2 separate regions of the Mus musculus genome follow, and region 1 is linked to region 2. A link is a contact called in public Hi-C data. All regions are on one chromosome and are shown on one strand. The core of a region is the stretch at or near the end of the contact, and the rest is flanking DNA. Distances in the headings are between cores, read along the strand shown.

Region 1 (3,256 bases), core at 78-2,577, 200 kb after region 2:
AGCTGCCAGAGGCCAGGATTGAACCCAGGGTGTCCACACCAGGGATGCTGACTCTGGGGCACGAGGGATCTGAAGTGACGCCGGGTCCTTTGAACCAGACTGTGCTGTGGACTCACGTTATTAGGGTCAACGTTTGGCAAGAAAACAGTGGTAACACTGGGGACAGCAAGGGACAGGATTGGGGAGACCCTCCGAGCCCCAGGGAGGCCTCCAAGGCACCCTGTGAGACAGCAAAGCATTAGGTGCTGAGGCTGATGCCAGTTAGCAGTCACATGCTGCTGGGCACATCTTGTCTCCATGATGTTCCCTCCACGGGCTTAGAGCTGGGTTAAGGAAGCTATTCCTTGTGAGTGGCAGAGTGCATGGAGATGCCCAGCCACGACTGTCCTGGCTTGAGTTGCAGATGTCCCCACAGAATCGTGGTTTGGACAGCTCGACCCCTAGGTGGCTGTCCCTATTAGGGGAGGTTACAGAGACTATGAGAGTTGGAGCCTAGCTGGCTGAAGCTTATGCCCAGGTCTCAGTACTCAATTTCCCCCTCTCCCCCTTCCTCCCCACCCCTTCTCTCTCTTTCCCTCCCCTTCTCCCAGCCTCTCCCTCTCCCTTCATTGCTAGTTGGTCAGGAAGTGAGCGGGCAGCCATCCTCTGCCACAGGCAGAGCAACGACTTACTGCCCAAGCCCATGCATGAGTCTAAGGATCATGGGTGCATTCTCTAAAACCCGGAGCACCTTAAACAGCACTGCAAAAAGAACTGAGGCCACTGAGCACCAGTCCTGACACCCAGATCCTAGGCTGTGTCATCTGGTGTGACACCTGGTGTCACCTTAGGGGTGCCACCTAGAGGGCAGGAACTGGCACTGTTCTCGCTTTCGCCGTGACCAGTACGGGAAGAGCCAAAGTGTTTCAGTGGACAGCAGTGGGCACAGCCTGTCTGGCAGAGCAAAGGACTCCACCACCCTTTCTAATGAGTCCCCTGGGGCCAAAAAGGCCACAAGATCTATTTGCCTGGGATAGTCCAGGCTCCTGGGCCAGTCCTGGTTTACATCTGCTGTCACAGGTATAATCAGTGCAGCATTCAGTCTCTCTCCAGAGTGTCCCGAGGCCTGGATGACAAATCCAGGGTCCTTCTCAGTCTCACGTCAAGGCTAAGTCATCTACACACACTTCAATCCCTCCCTGAGCCTGGGGCTTCCTGAGAACACACACCTCGGGGGCCCAGCCCATTACAGACCAAAGCTGATTCTCCATCTGTGATCTCCAGCTCTCCGGGAACATTCTAGAAAACCCAGACACCCTGCGCCAGAGTCACAGGCTCCAAGCCTTGCACATTCTCTGCCCTCTAGCTGTGTGGAACAGATGGCAGACACGTACCTTCTGGAATGCAGTCAGCTCCCCCGGAGAACTCTCGGTCTGTTATTTTAGGGAAAGGAGAAGAAATGGGGTTTAAAAAAAAAAAAAGTCAGCTAGGCGCGTAAAACTTAAACCCCAGCAGAACCCCCGTAACAGAATATTCATTCTGTCAGGGGAGTATTTTGTTCAAACTGCTGGTCATCTGGACAGCCTGCACCAGCAGGGGATCCCATTTAATGAGCTTTTTAACACACTTCAGGTCCAGGTGGCACTGTCTGGATGGCCTTGGCCAGGGCTCGGAATGTGGTCGATATGGCCTGGGCTGAGCTGACACCTAGTGGCCAACCTGGCAATTGCAGAGCCAAAAAAGCCTGGCTTGCCTCAAGCTGTGGCTGAAAAGTGGGGTCCAGGGAGCCACCCTACCCGCTCCTTCCTGGACCCAGGACACTTAACTTCTTTGTCTCGCTTTGGTCACCAGACCCTCTCCTACACGGGCAAGTTAGGAGGTCATGGTCTTTAACAAAGGCTATCATTATCTTAACCAATGGTTTTCGTAGGGACAGGAGGTCCAGGAGATAAAAGGGCTAGCCAGGAAGAGAGGAGCCGAGGCTCAGGATTCAGCTCCATATGGCATCCCCATGGCAACACCACGCCCCAGTGAAGGGCTATGTGGCCCTTCTAGCCTTGGGGTTAGGAGTGGGACTCAGCTATTCCCCCTGGAGTCTGGGATGCAGCTATTCCAGCAGAAGGTGGTTCTAGGATCAAATGGGAAATGATGTAAAACTATAACACAGAGGGAGCAAGACATCTTTATGTACTAAGCAGGAGTCACTGCCCTTAGTCATAGACTCCAGCCTCCCTGGGAGGTAAGATGGATAAATAATATTACAAGAACCTGAGAGCCAAGAGTGTTCCTCTCCTCCTTTAAGCAGCCACCGTGGCCTGATAATATGGACACGCAGGAATGAACATGCATAGATGCAATTCTGTCTCCCCGAGACATGGTTGCCTCCTGGGACCCCCAACCTTTGGCCCCAGCACCTACCAGCAGGTGGCCAGAGTCCTTGAGCTTGGACTTGTACAGCATCCACCGGTAGCGCAGATCTTCCAGCTCGTTGGAGGGGTCCCTTGCCGGCCTGAGACGAAGCAGGTTCTCAAAGAGGTGCTGGCCTTCTGGGATTCGGGCCTCCAGCTCCTGAGAGAGAAGGTGGCATCATGCCACAGATGCCCAGTGGCTCAAGAACCCCACCTGGCTGATAAGGATGCCAATCAAGGGCCCCATGAAGCATGCTGGGAGATGTGGGCAGGGCCAGTAATATGAGATTCTCATCCATGCAAGTTTTTTAAAAAGGGTTTTTAGGGATGGAGAGATGGCTCAATGGTTAAAAATTATGGCTGTTCTTTTAGAAAACCTGAGTTCAGTACTCAGCACCCAAATATTGATTCATAACTATTTTTAACTTTAGTTCCAAAGACTCTGATGTCCTCTTCTGGTCTCCAAAGGCACCAGGCACAGATGTAGCACATAAGGGCACAGACATTCATGCAGATAAAACACTCATACACATAAAATATTCTTTTTAAAAATGGGCCCTAGACGTATTTATTTTATATGCACGAGCATTTGCCTGCCTATATCTATGTGCATCATGAGTGTGCACGAGCATTTGCCTGCCTATATCTATGTGCATCATGAATGTGCACGAGCATTTGCCTGCCTATATCTATGTGCATCATGAGTGTGCACGAGCATTTGCCTGCCTATATCTATGTGCATCATGAGTGTGCCTGATACCTACAGAACTGGAGTTGTGGATGGTTCTGAGCCACCATGTGCATGCTGGGAAGGAAACGCAGGTCCTCTCCAAGAGCAACAAAAGTTCTCGACTACAGAGCCATCTTTC
Region 2 (3,367 bases), core at 415-2,914:
TTCAAGAAATGCCAGTCCCATCTGCTGCTGAAATCATTTGACAGCCATGAAAAAGATGTACTTCCAAGAGTAACAATAAGAGACTTGGTCCCTGGTAACATCAATGAGCAGCTCAATCAATCAACCTCAAAGCTCAGCCTAACATCCTTGCCAAACACATGAGCCAACAAATTCCCTTACCGTCCAATGTGAGGTATGCAACTCTGAACAAATGGCACTATAAATCACCATTATTGCTTCTATAAAAGATCTAAAGGGGGGGAGAGAAATAAAAGGAAGGATGAAAGAAAGAAAAAGGGACAGTCAGGGACAGACCTGAAAGAAAGCCATCAGACTAGAAACTTGAGATCATCCCAGAGAGGCCCTCCAGCCAGGCAGACCACAAGCTAGGCACATTCAGGAGTCCAACATGGCTCATGCAAGAGACAGGGATGACCTCCATCTAGAAGCTTCCGTGACTTCTGAAGTTTAGACATTCTCTCCTTATTTGTTCTTATGAGTATTTTTGAAACTTTTAGTAAATCTTCTTGAAATTACTAATATTCATAAACTAAAGTATTCTTCTAGAACTTTAAAAAATTCTTAGCTTTGAAATACCCCCTCTTGCTTTAAAATGGTCAATTAGATTGTGTGACTTTGAGCCACGGTCCTGATTCACAGATGGGACAGACACAACGAACAAAGTACGCAGGTGTGCAGAAAGCCAAGTCAGTTGAGTGGCGCAAGCAGCTTCCCTCTGCTGTCCTAACATAAACACTTTACACAGACTCTCCCTCTCTGTGTTCTTCCTGGAACACAAGCTCCCTCAGAACAAGAGATGGGCTTCATTTCTCTGTGTATATCAAATCTGCTGCTCCTAGCCACACAATAACAGAACACAATCAGGGGCAAGTCCGTATGTTTTTATTTGGTTTGGAAATGAATGTTGCCATCTCTAATGGTAGAAGATAAGATGTTATGAGGTGGAAGACAGCAATTGAACCCTTCCAACTATATTTTCCATAAGATCATAGTATTTAAATTAATTTTTATTCATTTTATACATGGTAGCTGGCCCCAGTAAAACACTTTCTAGTCAGGGAAAGCAAGCCCAATATTAACACATCAATAGGTAACCTAATCATGTAATAACAGGAAAACCTAGAAAAGTTCCGCCAATTTTTACTTTCTTTGGCATGTGTCAGTTGATTTCGTTTTAAACTTAGCCATAAGTGAAAGGCCCAGAACCCCTGATGCTATATAACAGTTTGAGTCTTGTCGATGAGCCATCATTAACTTCTTTGATAGAGCCAAAGGATTAACCCCCAAGTGATTCTTTTCAATTATGGGTTTTAATTTCTTATCAAATAATGTACACTGATGAAACTGGCAAAGCTGTTTGGCAGCTTCTGTGAGTTCCTTACTTAGCAATACTGACGGAGACTGGGGTGTAGCGCAGAGCCCTTACCTAATGCAAAGCAAGACCTTGATTCAGGACCCAACACCACAAAAACAGCAACCAAACAGACAAAAAGAATAACGTAATAACACACAAAACTAAGCCCTCGTCCTCTCCGCCGCTGAGAACCCAGATTTACCGTTTTAATGTCTGCGAGCGCTGTGCTGCTGCTGTCTGAACTGCATTCTGACATTGTGACAGCTCATTGGAAACTCACAGCATGCCCACGCTTCCGCTCTAAAATAAATGCACAAACAGTCAAGCATAAGATGCCTGTTAAGGGAATGCACACACCAGAGTCCCACTCAATGAGGAGCTGAGCAACAAGCCATGATTTTGTATCAACTTTTAAACAAAAGACATTTTAGGAGTTGGGGATATTTTAGGATGCCAAGTGTTCTTCTAAAACAAGGATCAGAGAATGAGAGGCAACGCAGGAAAGCTTGACCTACAGAAAGAGAAAGCTGCAGCCAAGCCCAAGGAAAGACTTCTAAAGAATACGTACATGCGACTCAAACGGTAAAGACCATGCTTTACAGATTACAGAGAAGCAAAGAAGGAATCACGTGTTACTTCCCAGATTCACATGTATGAAAAGCAAACAAAAATCAGCGAGGAGATACTTAGCCAAGACACCCAAATAAACCGAGAGTTAAGTCTTTAGAGTATGCATGAAATCCAACAGTAATTCCAAAGTAACAAATGAAATTAAATACAAACGCCAAGAACTGTTAAACCTGTTCTATCCACTCTTTCATCAAACTGGTTTATAAGACAGCTCAAGACTAGAATTAACAATGCTAGTGTTGGGAAAAAATAAATATGGGATGCCTTTCCTAAATGATTATTATGATTCAAAAACAAAAGAAAGCAAGCTGTAAGGAGTACGTGTAAGAAGCCGATAGGAAAAGCTTAGCGAGCTCAACCCTGATCTTAACAGCTCTAACGCCGGCCGGGCTTGGGGGTCAGCTCGCTGAACCCATACTGCGAACACACAGCAAGGCCAGGCCAGTGCACAGCTGGCTCTTGGCACTCATTGACACCCAAGCCTTTCAAGCACTCATGGGCAGGTAAACACATTTGTACACTTTAGCTGGCTGCTAATAAATCAGACTGAGACAACAGAACACTACTTTAATAGGTACATATTTACCTCGAAATGCTGACTCTAAGTTCTTTCAGAGTTTCCAAGTCTGTATTTATGCATACCCTAGGCAACCTAAAAGCAATCAGAGAGAGTATTTTAGAAGACACAACTCATTTTTTTAACAACAACAACAAAAAAACAATGTTAAGAAATTGACTTCACAAATTAGCTACTTAATAATCTTTTTATATTTAACATCAGAATAAAATCCTTCATAAAATTATTTACTAAAAGACATGACTGAAAGAACTAGCTGTTAAAATTAGCATTTCACTCTAATACAACTGTGAAAACGAAGCAAGTTCAGTCAGACAGGAGGGAAAGCACTTGGCAGAGCACGACAGATTCCCCCCCCACCCCACCTGCCTGTAAGCCTGCTGAACACCACACTCTTCAGCACCCCGTGCTTCTTGCCTCCCAGCCTCTGTCTGTCTGTCTGTCTCCTAAGGCTACCTCATCCTTCACCAGATTTTATTTTTCCAAGACAGGGCTTCTCTGTGTAACCCTGGCTGTTCTGTAACTCACTATGTGCACTGGGCTGGTGTCTGCCTCTGAGTGTTGGAATTAAAGGCGTGCACTACTGTAATCCGGCTATTCACTAGATTTTCATCACATTTTATATGCCACCCAGTAAGATGCAGAGACCATGCACGCCAGCATGAGCTGTAGGAACACGTACCATGAACAAAGCTGTGTGAAGAAAACGTCTGAGAGCTTGTGAGAAAACTCCATGTAAACAAGACAAGTCTTACAATCTCTGTTACTCCATAACAAAGGTTGTT

The links. Hi-C and Micro-C count contacts between places; a contact is called where the count stands out from the background.
Region 1: a contact with region 2 is called in a Hi-C map of forebrain, with 3 times the contacts expected there. The contact joins two enhancer-like sites. A contact is called at or near these places in 22 of 39 promoter capture datasets (the 3T3-L1 cell line, 3T3-L1-derived adipocytes, the C10 cell line and 15 more), 4 of 15 datasets of contacts at CTCF or cohesin (embryonic stem cells, large pre-B cells, pro-B cells and 1 more), 60 of 484 Hi-C or Micro-C datasets (the 63-12 cell line, B cells, the BV-2 cell line and 37 more), 15 of 115 datasets of contacts at active chromatin or transcription factors (a beta-TC-6 cell line, bone marrow-derived dendritic cells, cardiomyocytes and 9 more) and 3 of 9 other capture datasets (adipose tissue, embryonic stem cells and liver).

Annotation. Positions count from the first base shown.
Region 1 is chr12:104,938,209-104,941,464 of GRCm38.p6, forward strand. It overlaps Syne3 (spectrin repeat containing, nuclear envelope family member 3), which reads right to left. Exons shown (of 19, transcript NM_001042699.2): 17 at 2,398-2,547; 18 at 1,374-1,412. Among named protein-coding and RNA genes, the nearest start is that of Syne3, 59 kb to the right of the region's middle. Within about 2 kb of position 1,328, at least 28 of the 459 cell types and tissues checked have an H3K27ac peak or open chromatin away from gene starts, as enhancers often do. A contact at or near this core is called in forebrain, where this site is marked.
Region 2 is chr12:104,736,192-104,739,558 of GRCm38.p6, forward strand. The region is part of intron 1 of Dicer1 (dicer 1, ribonuclease type III); the gene reads right to left. Among named protein-coding and RNA genes, the nearest start is that of Dicer1, 14 kb to the right of the region's middle. Within about 2 kb of position 1,665, at least 18 of the 459 cell types and tissues checked have an H3K27ac peak or open chromatin away from gene starts, as enhancers often do. A contact at or near this core is called in forebrain, where this site is marked.